2 separate regions of the Mus musculus genome follow, and region 1 is linked to region 2. The links are chromatin contacts, called in public ChIA-PET maps. All regions are on one chromosome and are shown on one strand. Each heading gives the region's core, a stretch centred on a gene start, on an enhancer-like site or on the middle of the called end of the contact. The rest is flanking DNA. Distances are from core to core; before and after follow the strand shown.

Region 1 (5,886 bases), core at 1,257-3,756, 210 kb after region 2:
GTACATCTGAAGGAAAATTAACATCAGAATATATAGGAAACAACTAATCAGCAAGAGGACAACTCAGTCAATAACAGCTAATGAAATAAGTGGAGTTCACAGAAAGATTCAGTGGGCTCGTGAAAATGTTCATCTTCACTGCAATTCAAAACTCCTTTGAAATTCCATTTCACCCCAGTCAGTACGGTATTCAGTAAGGAAGCAAATGACAACATACGTTGTTGAGAGTGTGGGGGTGTGGACAAAAGGGAAGCCTTTTTACTGTGTTTGTGGGAATGTAATGTTGGTGGTCACTATGGAAGTCAGTATGGAGGCTTTTTAAAAGTGTGAAAATAAATCCACTATGTAAGTATTTATCCAGAGGACTCTAAGGTCACATACTGCAGAGACAATGTGTGTCAGTATTTACTACAGCAATATTCACAATAGCTAAGTTATAGAACCAGCCTAGGTATGTATCAGCAGAGGACTAGATAAAGAAAACATTGTATAGATACACAGTGAACTTCTTTGTCAGCCATTCAGATGAATATAGGTATGTGTAATTCAGGCTCATAGATTAGATTCAAGGTCAATTTTGTGAATAAAGCCTATCTCAGAAAGATATTTGCATGTTTTTTTCTCATTTGTGGTTCCTAGGTTTTATATAGATGTATATAATATATGTATACATTGATTAAAAATGAAACTGCTGGAGAACAAAGGGGACTATCAGGAGGGGGAGGGGATAAAATGAGGGTGGTCAGAATGGAGTGCTATAAATTCAAGATAAACAGTATACACTTGTATGAAAAATTAAAAATTATAAACTTCAAACATTAAAGGTATTATCTGATGGAATTTTTGACTAAAAACTCTAGATCCTTATTTGTTTTATATATATTTTCATACTTTTCTTTGTTTTTTCATCATTAACATATTTTCATACTTTTTAAAAGCTTCTCTAATTAAATGCATGGGAGGTATAGAATTATGCCTTCTGTTGCCAGGTACAGCACTCATCTTCTTTTGTGTGTAAGCACGCTTTGGGTTGTGAATTAGATCAATCTGAAGTGACAGGAGACTGCAGAGATGTCACTGTCTATGACACACACACACACACACAGACATACACACACACACACACACACACACAGACACTCACACACACACACACACACACACACACACACACACACACACACACAATCTGTTCTAGTTTGCTTTCCATTGTAATTTGGGGAGGAATGGCTTTATTTTATCTTATAGCATGCAGTCCTTCATAAAGGTACATCAGGACAGCAGCAGCAACCTGGAGGTGCATCGAAACAGGAACCACTCAGGAGTGCTGCTCATCGGCTCCCTCGCTTGCCTTATTTAGCCCAGATCCACCTCCCTGCCCCTGGGTGGCACTATGAACAGTGGACTGATTCTTCCCTTCTCAGTCGTTAATGGAGAAAACATCCCACAGACTTGTCTACAGGCCAAGCTTATAGAGGCATTTTCTCAGTTCTGGTTCCCTTTTCCAGTTGTCCTGAGTTTGTGTCAAGTTGACACAATCTTACCAGCATGTCTCTTCTCAATACATTCCACACATCTCCTCACTGACTGCATCTGCCTCATGGACGTACTGAAGTCTCATAATGATGATTTATTGCGAAGTCAATTAGGCTAATAATCTAAACTATATTAATATAAAAACACACAGATCTGTCACTTAAGGATGGGTAAAGATGAGTTTTATTTCTAACTAAAAACACAAAACAATATCTGATCAGGCTTAGTCTGTTTTTGCCCCTAGTCTCTCAAGTTTTCAATAGACTCTGAGTTTAAAACATTTCTTAAAGGATATGATATTTAAACCAGCTCACTGTCATTTTCTATACCCTCTCTGGCAATAAGGTGTGTCCCTGATTCAGTCACCACATGTTGTGTGCCTGTCTTCCCTTAGAAGATGGGGTGTGGAATGTGTCTGGCAGTCTCCCTGGCACTTTCCTCAGATGCCCTGTCACATCTCAGTGCTCATTGTGGGTCTCTAGCTCAGTTCTCTTACTCAAAGTTCTGTGGCTGAGCTGTAGGTTATTTTATTGTTGTTGTAGAGTTTATAGACCCCTCTTATAAAGTACAGTTAGATAGAATGATTGTTATTACTACATATTTACTTGAAATTATATTCAAATATTATCTTTAGAAAACCATGCCCTTTTTTGAAAACTTTGAATTAAAATTGCCAAATAGAACTTATTTTGTTGTAAAAGTGATTTTGGACATTTTTTTCCATAAATTACAATTATGGATATTGAGAAATATCCTCATATAATAGTATTTATGTTTATATTAAGAACTTTAATGCAAATTTATTATTTGATACTGTTATTGTGCAGAGCCTTACAAACATAAGTTTACTGAAATTTCCTGTGTGACGATCATTTGAAAGCTAGTGAGACTGAATTCTGGTGCTTCCATGCATGTCTGTGGCAAGGCTGGTAGGTAACCACTTCCTTCCATGGTTAGTTCAGGAAGGGGTTGTTGGTCTAGTAAGCTCTAGAAAAGTGAGTGTAGAGAAGTTTTTTCCTCTGGATGCTGGACACTGCTGCTGTGTCCTTGTGAGATGTACTGAAAGCTCATGGCTCATTCTACAAGCACATGGAAAGGACCAAAGCCAGTGTGCTTAGTAGAGTAAACCAGGAGAGAAGATTCCTGGTTCCTGGAGGGTGCTGTTGAGTTAAACAGTGCCTAGATAACCTGCCTTGTCTCTCTGCTCTGTGTGTTCAGCTGTTTGCTGTTATGTACCCTGTTGAACAGTGTTCTAGGATCAATTACAGTTTTAATCGGAGGAGCAGTGATTTCCACAGGAAGCCTTCAGGATTGGGCATTCTGACCCCCAGAAGAGGGGACCCAGGCACTCCAACCTGCAGCCTACCCAGTTGTGGGTGTTTCTGTCCTAGCTGAATGAAGTCTCAGAAGTGGCGGTTTGGAGGTTAACTATGGGGAGCAGGCATTGACTTAGTGGTTTTGGTGAATGATTGGTTATGTACGGGAGAGAGGAGGGGTCTAAATGATGCCACACTATTGGTTTGGGTATGTTTAGAGAGGATTCTATCACTGTCTATTTCAAGGGCTGTAACTCAGACAATTTCAACCTTAAAGAGTATAAATGTGAGAGGTTGGACTATTAAGAAAGTGATGTGTGAAAGAATATATGAATAATTGTAGACTTCATAAAAATGCCTAAGCTGTATGAAGTCATTTGTGTAGATCAGATTTGTTATGCAGAACAGGAAAAAGGGGAGTACGGAACTTCAGAGAGCACTACCGTTTGTTCCTGAGGAAGTGGTGGGGAAGTGGAAGTAGGTTACAGAAATGGTGACTTTCACCTTACAGCCTGTCCAAAGCAGATCTAGGGCTTCGTCGTGGACTTTAGAATATTTAAGAAACAGTAGTTTCTTAGCTGCTGTTTGAGCTTAGACTCTGCAGGGCAGCTTCCCTGGTGAGCAGACTGTCCATCTAACAGGGTGTTTTCTCTTTCACAGCAGTGGCTTCTTTACAAAGCTACAAGTGAGCTACATACTCAGTAAAGAAGTTTCCATGAATTATTTCCAATCACTAATATGATAGCTAGCTGTCTTATTTTGGAACTTGTACAGAATATCCATTATTGCCCGTGGTACTTTCCTCTGGATAATTTCGTATTCTAGTTCATTCTTTGGGTTATTTTTGTTTTTATCTTTGACATATGTTAGCAATTATCTTTATGTGAGAATAATATATTTTTATTAAAAATATTCTGAAACTAAACTTTTTCTTGGTTAATAAAATTTCTGTAGAAATAAAAATTTTCAGTAGCACAGGAAATGTATTTCGTGTTTATGGTGAGTAGTATGGCAAACCTATGAATACATATCTAGAAGTAACTCTATGTGAGTGTGTGTGTGTGTGTGTGTGTGTGTGTGTGTGTGTGTGTATGTGTGTGTGTAACAGAGAATGAGAATATAAAACCTCAGTTATTTCTAATATATGTAGAAATATCATTTTCAGTTATCACTATGATTAAAATGACTCAAGGAGCACAAGCTGAATCGGAACCCATCTCCCTCTCTTCACCCCCCCCCCCCCATAACTCTAGTTTATATTGCACCTGTAATTAAGAAGAAATCCAGTCTTAGGAGTGGCAGGACTTCAGCCATTGATCTGGGTGTCCCCTGCTTATACTGTCAGCAGCATAGCTGCTCTGTCACTGGCAGAGCTGAGAGGAGGATTTTTTTCTATACTGTTTATACACTCCTCTATAGACCTGCTGGCTGGTTGAATTTTAAAGAGTGAGGAGGCTTAAAGACTTGTCCCCTGAGGGACGTTCCTGCCAGTTGGGAAGCGAGCTGTGGCTGTTATGGAAAGAGGGGCCTTTGTGGAAGACTAAGGCTGAGGGGAGGCGTCCTCTTTAATTTGAGCATTAAAATTGATGTGAAATATGCGGCTAATATACATATATTTAGAGGCAGATATTGACTTTGAGTGTTTTTTTATTGTTTCCGAATTATGTGCTTAATTTTGTAGGACTTTATCTGACCATTATTTATAGGTGTAGTAAATATGGTAAATGACTTTACATTATGAGACACAAGATAATGATGAAGCAACAGTCAAATAAAAACAACTGTCTTCGTTTGTAATAAACTGTTTTTTAGTAATTTATTTCATGTCTAGTGACTTCTTTAATTATATTTAGCAAAATATTATCAAGAGTAAAATGACTTTTTCTAAACATGGGCCTGTGCTCCAACTTTTAATGGCACACATTCATAGCAAGCCTGTGTACTTGCCCTGAGGCTGAAGGCTTGTTTTCTCTTCTTACTGGTCTGTGCGTGAGCTCTCTTGAAGCTTTCCTAGGTATTCCTACACTATTTTATTTTTAACTAATAATTGCACACACACACACACACACACACACACACACACACACACACACACACACACTGCTTCAGGTTAAGAAAGTCGATGGGAAGTACTCAAGACTGTGATTGCAGAGGTGTATGTGTTTGGTTCTGTCTCAGTTTACTGGGTGTTAGCTTTATTGGGAAAAGGCAGTTGTAGAAGTGACAGATTTGCTAAGATATTTGCTCCTTTGCTTCTTAATAGGAATTGTCTTCAGGTTCTGCTCCTTTATAAAATCTCTGCCTTTAGTTTGTGTGATGTCTGTAATTAATTGTAGGTGGAACTTTAGATTCAGAGTCAAACTTTAATGTGCTGCTTAGATACATCAAAATACATCTTCCGTTATCTTTCCAATTATCTGTTATTTGCATTTTGTTGTAATTTTTAATAAATATTATCTCTAAATCTTAATGAGATTAGTGTTTTAATAAAACATGGATTTTTCTATTTAAATACTTAATATTTAGCTATATTATAATAGATACTTGTATTAAGTTACACATTTAAGAGGGCTATTTGAAATAAATTTACTAACAAGTGTTTTAAGATATAAATGTGTATTTTAGAATCTATACGATCTTTGAATATTTTTAACCCTTGTGTTGTGGGACGTACAGAGTTGTCAGGCCTCTTAGTCATTCATTCTGCTGCCAACTCCATTCCCTTTTCTCTGCCTGCATTTTAATTGAAACAACATTTATATTTCTGAGCCAGAATCTGTGAAAAGTCCCTGTGGCTAGCCTGTGGTACTAGTTGCAGCAGACACAGCTTGCCCATATGGTGCAGTGCTCCTTGTGAGACCCATATGGCCTTGTTGAAGGGGATCCCAGCGGGGATGCAAAGGGTGTTAATACCCTTCAGGCCAGGCCTTTCCCTCCTGGGGCTTCCGGGCATTGTCAGTGCAATCTGCCAAAGCACACACTTAATTCCTTTTTAATAATCAATTATTTCAGTCTGAGAACCTGTGCTTTTGTC
Region 2 (6,388 bases), core at 3,448-5,947:
CAGGGCCAAGAAGTGAGAGTGAGTGGGTAGGGGAGTGTGGGGGGAGGGTCTGGGGGACTTTTGGGATAGCATTTAAAATGTAAATGAAGAAAATACCTAATTAAAAAAATAAATTTAAAAAAAAAGAAATTCTATCAAATTTGTTATAAAATTTCTCCAAGGAAATGCCCAAGGCCAGTTTCTTGCTGAAACTATACCAAACTTTTAAATGCCTAATGTAATAGTCAATGTTTTTACTACAGCACCTGATGAAGGAAAGGAAGAGGCAGGCGTTCAAATGGGAAGAGAGAAACTACCATGATTTGCTAGCGACGCTCTTCTAACAGAAATTACTAAACACTGAACCAAAAGAACATTAGAACTGAGAAATTCGGGAATGATACAAAATAAACGTACAGAAATCCTGGCTTCTCTAAACAATAACAAATTTACAAAGAAATCTTGAAATGAATCTCAACAACAGTTAACAAAAAAATTTACAACCACCTAAAATTTACACATACCTGAAAACAGGTTTAACTGAGGAGGGAAAGAAATTCCAGGATGAAAAATCTTTCATGTTAATGAACGAGATTGAAGACACTGAGGCACAGTAAACCAAAGTGAGTTGAGTATTGCTGAGTGAGGGATATCTTCCCACAAAGCTGCTACAAGGTGAAGGTCCACAGTGAGCAGGCACCCTACCGAACGCAGAACGCACTCGCCAACTCTGACAGAGAGTTTACATCATACTTTAGGTTTCTATTACAGTGATAAACACCATGCTCAAAATCAACATGGTGACAAAGGTGATTACTTTGGCTTACCTGTCTAGATTGCAGTCCATTATGGTGGGAAGTCAAGCAAGAACTCAAGACAGAAACCAAGGGACAGAACTAAAACAGGGACCATGGAGAAAAGCAGCCTTCTGACTTGATTAGTTTGCTTTGTGCTTGAGTGTGAGTGTGTGACTGTGACTGTGTGTGTGTGTGTGTGTGTGTGTGTGTGTGTGTGTGTGTGTGTTTGAGACAGGGTCTCACTATGCAGCCCCAGTTATCCTTCTATGTAGACCATGCTGGTCTCAAACTCACAGAGATCCTCCAGCGTCTGCCTCCCGAGCACTGGGGTTAAATGCATGTGCTACTTGCCCAGCACAGCTTGCTTGCTTATATATCCCAGGGCCACCTGCACATAGTGGGCTGGGCCCTTGCACATCAGTTATTAATCAAAGAAATGTCCCACAAGAACGCATATGGGCCAATCTTATGAAGGCATTTTTTTATTATTATTAGATATTTTCTTTATTTACATTTCAAATGTCATCCCCTTTCCTGGTTTCCCCTCTGAAATCCCCTACCCTCTACCCTCTCCCCCTGCTCACCAACCCACCTACACCTGCTTCCTTGCACTGGCCTTCCCCTACACTGGGGCATAGAACCTTTGCAGGACCAAGGGCCTCTCCTCCCATTGATGTCCAACTAGGACATCCTCTGCTACATATGCAGCTAGAGTGTTTCTTAAATTAGATTCCCTCGTATCAGATGAACATGGTTTGTGTAAAGTTTACCAAAAAGAAAAAGAGGTGAGGAGTCAGTTCATATCCAGACTATACACAGAACTCAACACTTACCAAAAAGAAAAAAGAAAAAAGAATCCAATTAAAAATTGGAAAATAATTTGAATAGACACGTCTCAAAATGGCTAATAAATATATTTAAATAACCAGTATCATTAGCTATCTCGGAAACACAAATTAAAACTCTATCCTGAGACCATCTTAACTCAGTTAGAATGACTATTACCAAAAATAAATAAATGACAACTGTTGGCCAGTATTTGGATAAAAATGAATTCTTATACATTATTGGTAGACATGCAAATCAGGACAGCTTTTTATGGAGAAATATGGAATTAAAAAAAATAAGATTAGAACTACATATGGTCCAGCTTTTCCACTCCTGAGTAAGGATCGGACCCAAGAGAACACAGTGTGAGTGCGGTGGGCAGGTAGGGGCTTGCACCAGAAAGAACCTCAGTGGGAGAGGCAGGACTCGAACCCAGGTCTGTCTATACACAGTTCACAACTCCTTTTCATGGAGTCGGCCACAGAGGGATGGAAGCAGAGATACCCTGGCCCTCCACTACTCGTTCTCCACCTTCTTCACAGAGGCAACCTCAACACCTGGGGCCCCTCCTACGAGGTCCGTCTGTGGCCCCAAACTTCCCTGAAGCACTGGGCTTTAACTTTATAATTCAAGCTGCCCTTGTATGTTATTGTATTGTGTATTCACCTTTGTTGTGACATGACGTAATCGTTCACTGTCTATTGGCTTATGCAATTTTGGTTTTGCTGAGGTTCAGAAAGCTTTCCTGATCTTCCAAATAACAGAAAGAGATGATCCTGTGCTGTAGAAAGGCTCACAATCTCCTGGATTACATACTACTACATCATGAAAGAAGGTATCCAACCACCACTAATATGTAAATATTACCAATTAGAAGTCTCTAGCTAATGGTTGTGCTTTCAGGATAAGTCAGAAAACAGGAATCTGGAGCAGCATGGTATCTGAATAAACCATACAGCTTCATAACAAGAATGCCTTCCTGTAACCAGGAGAAAGCTCAGCCCCAGAGAGTAGTAAGAGGGTGAGAGGGGTGCACCCTGCGTGGCTCCAGGAATCCGTCTAACTTGGACATTGAGGGCATAAACAGATGAAAAGCACATGGACACAGAGAAAAGCTAGAAGAATTAGGTGGCCGAGGACTTCTCTGATGGAGTAGCAACAGCATCCCAGAATCCCAGTGTGTTTACACAGTTGAGCAGGGAAGGAGGCATGGTTTTTACACACAGCTGAACAAGGAGGCGAGGACATCCATACAGAGGAACAGGGAGGTGGTGTTATTATATACAGCTGTCATTGTGTACAGCAGGAAGCAGGTTTAGCTAATCTAGGTAGGAGTAGTCTCCAAAGGGGAGCAGGCTTCAGGCTGCAAACATCCAGAGGGAGAAAGCTGTGGAGATCATTGTCTGCACACAAAGTCAACGTTCCCACTCAGGCCCAATGACAGCCTTCCCATCATCCTTCTGAGTCTCACCTTGAGAAGGGTTTGTCACTCTCATAGGGCCAAGGCTTATGATATGACTGCTGATATCAAACAATATGCAGCTGTTCAAGACTCTGGTTGCTCCCTACAAAGAGGAATGGACAAACACAGGTAGAATGTGACCTAGGTCAAAGATCAAAAGTCAATAAGATCTGGTAAGTGGGTGACAAGAAATGGTTTTTTAAAAGAATGGGAGAAAAGGAGAATGTTATGGAGAAATGCTTGTCTTCAGAAATGCTGTTCACGGAAATGAAAAAGCCCAGACATTTTCTGAAGAGAAAACAGGAGTTGAATTTCACCTCCGCTGCCCTTCCAGCAATAGCAGAGATGGAAATGTCCCAAGAAATATATTTGGAGTCATTACTGAAAAGTTGAACCTTTAGGAAAGAATGTGGTTTTCAGGGATGCTCCTAGCTGTGACTGGTGGGCTGGCTCTGAGTCAGCAGAGCTGCAGGGGGAAATAGCAGGTACAAAGCCTTTGGGAAAGAACTTCTCAAGAGAAGCGAGTCCTGGGGGTAAAGAGATCTGGCTCCCGAGATGATGTAAATAAAGATAGGGAAGATGCTGTGAAAGAGGAAAGGTTTCAAGAAGGTACTTTTCGTAGTGCAATAGGAAAAGAAACTCAAAGCAGAAAGCAAAGAATTTAAGAGGAAATGGTGGTAATTGATGTTAACACATCAACTAAAGGTGGTGGAAAATTCTATGATGTATTAATCGTAATCTCTCCAAATGGAATTCAATCTTCAGCAACACTTTAGAGCAACGAAGAGGAGGTTCGTGTATTAGCCATATTGCTTCACTAACAATGAAAGAAGACTATCTGGAGGGACTAAACAAAAACTTTTGGCAACAAAAGTTCCTTCTGGTTTCCCCAAAGAAAACTCTTACTAAGCCTAGACTTGTGGTTCAGCAGTACACAGTACAGTAGCCCTTGGCTAATGTACCTGAGGACCTGGGTTCAATGCCTGGCACAAAACAAAACAGATTATAATGGCATGTAAACTAGAAACAACACACATCTGTCTTTGTAATTTCTCTTTCAAGAAAAAAGAGATGGAGCAGAGCTGCAGCTCCATTGGTGTGTGGTTGCATAGCATGGGCAAACCCTGGGTTAATCTTCAGTGCTACATAAATAAAACCTGCAACAGGGATGTAAGCCTGTAATTCCAGCACCCTGGGAGCAAAGGTAGAAGGATCAAGGCAATCCTCAACTATATTTCAATTTAGAGGCCAGCCTGGGATACCTGAGACCTTGTCTCAGAAAGAAAGAAAAAGGTCAGGGAGGAAAGGAGAGAGGGAGGAAAAGAAGGATGGGAGGGAGGGAGGGAGGGAGGGAGGGAGGGAGGGAGGGAGGAAGAAATTTGAACCAATCTAGTAAGGCGCCTTCTAGCAAAGAGAATGATTCTCTGAGTTTATCCATATCTGAGAAATAAATAAATAAATAAATAAATAAATAAAGTCAAATCCAGTCCAACCACACTGACTCCATGCTGGCTGGGTTGGCCTGAAGAAAGACATTTAAGCACCCTCTGCAGGTATCACTACAGAGAACAAATGTATGATGGAGAGATGGGGAAAATGAAGTACACATACAGTGGAGATATGGAAGAGAAAGTGAAACCAAGTGGTTTGTACACTATGCTGAAAGGTGGAACTGGAGATTCAGCGCCAGTGAGGAACAGGCTGAAATGCGGGGCCTGCACAACCTGAGACCACAGTGGTGTCTGTGGTCTGTGCTGCCATCAAGGCCCACGTCTATGTCCAGCTGGGCTTCTGCTGATGCCTGTGGTCTGAGTTACCACCAAAAGCCAAGCCATTTGTCCATGGTCTGGGCTGCCCTGTGGATATCTGAGGGCTGTGCTGTTGTCCGGGGACATGCTGATCTGAGTGGCCTGTACTGCCATCAGAGACCATGGGGACACCCAGGCCATGCTGCTGGGAGCCATGTCTGGGTTCATGATCCTATGATAGCTGGAGTCTGTGTTGATGTCCCAGACCTGTGTTACCACCAAAAGAACATAGAGATATCCGTGGTCTGGACAAGCACTCATCAACCACCACGATCAGGAGAGCTGACCCCGCCCCTTGTCTGTCTGCCCTGAGTTGATGTGGGCAAGAGAGAGATACCCTTCCTGCTACCTGCAGAGCAGCCAGGTGAGCTGGCCCCAAGCTCATGAAAAGTGAAAGGACTGGCCCCACCCCTCACCAGTTGCAGCACTGGTGAATGGTCACTGCACCTGGGCGGCACTGTAGAACTGGCCAACCATGAGAGCAGGAGAGCTAACCCTGCCCCTTTGCCAGCTGCAGCATTGGGTGGGCCAGCTGGGCCAGTGCTGGAGAGCTCACCCTGTAGCTACTTCCAGGCCCAGATCTAGGGCTTTGAGTTGGCCCACCCCTACATCTACCACCATCTGCTGGAGTTCATGAAAGGGCCAGTCCTACAGATCCAAAGCTGCAGAATCTCCATGACACAGGGTAACAACAAGATGTCTGAGAGGAGTCCCAGTGAGGGTCCAATAGTGTAGCAGAAGCCAGAGGCCTGGAAATAGATCAATGCATTTGCAAATAAAGATGTGTGAAGCATAGAGTATACTGTTACTGTGTAGCACACTGTGACACACTACAGCTTCCACAAGATTTGTTTTTATTGTATATTATTTTATTTTCCTTTGTGGGGAGAGGCTGTAATGGTGAATGAAGGGCAGATATGAAGGGACAGGGAGATAAGCTGGAGTGGGGTGCATGATGTGAAATTTGTAGAGAGTCAAGAAAGTTGTTGTTTTTTTTAGATTTATTTATTTATTATATGTAAGTACACTGTAGCTTCAGACACTCCAGAAGAGGGAGTCAGATCTCCTTATGGATAGGTGTGAGCCACCATGTGGTTGCTGGGATTTGAACTCCGGACCTTCGGAAGAGCAGTCGGGTGCTCTTACCCACTGAGCCATCTCACCAGCCCAAGAAAGTTGTTTTTTTTTTTTAAAAAAAAAAGTAAGATCCATAGTAAGAGTTTGGTTGGTGATATATTCCAGTATAAAATAGTCAAGAAAAAAACCCTATCATTGTTCATTTTAAGTGGCTAATAATCCATTGTGTGATAGGGATTCACACTAGGAGAGCTGCATATGTGTGAACTGCTTCTTTGTTGGCCTCAGGGTCCAGCTCTCTTGCATAGTATGCACATTTACCATGCCTTAGTGAATAAGCAAGTCAATAAATTTAATAATGTTTCCATTTAATCATGAACTCATTGAATTCTAAACACTTTAAATATCATTAATGCTAATTTTGAATCAAAATATTC

Evidence for each region. ChIA-PET counts read pairs in DNA pulled down with a chosen protein or histone mark.
Region 1: a contact with region 2 is called in an RNA polymerase II ChIA-PET map of effector CD8 T cells, with 7 read pairs. The contact joins two enhancer-like sites. A contact is called at or near these places in 5 of 115 datasets of contacts at active chromatin or transcription factors (T-cell acute lymphoblastic leukemia, bone marrow-derived macrophages, effector CD8 T cells and 2 more) and 1 of 9 other capture datasets (adipose tissue).

The regions. Positions count from the first base shown.
Region 1 is chr1:139,034,010-139,039,895 of GRCm38.p6, forward strand. All of the region lies in intron 3 of Dennd1b (DENN/MADD domain containing 1B), which reads left to right. Among named protein-coding and RNA genes, the nearest start is that of 4930596I21Rik, 59 kb to the left of the region's middle. Within about 2 kb of position 2,507, at least 48 of the 459 cell types and tissues checked have an H3K27ac peak or open chromatin away from gene starts, as enhancers often do. A contact at or near this core is called in effector CD8 T cells, where this site is marked.
Region 2 is chr1:138,817,719-138,824,106 of GRCm38.p6, forward strand. No RefSeq gene overlaps it. Among named protein-coding and RNA genes, the nearest start is that of Lhx9, 22 kb to the right of the region's middle. Within about 2 kb of position 4,698, at least 47 of the 459 cell types and tissues checked have an H3K27ac peak or open chromatin away from gene starts, as enhancers often do. A contact at or near this core is called in effector CD8 T cells, where this site is marked.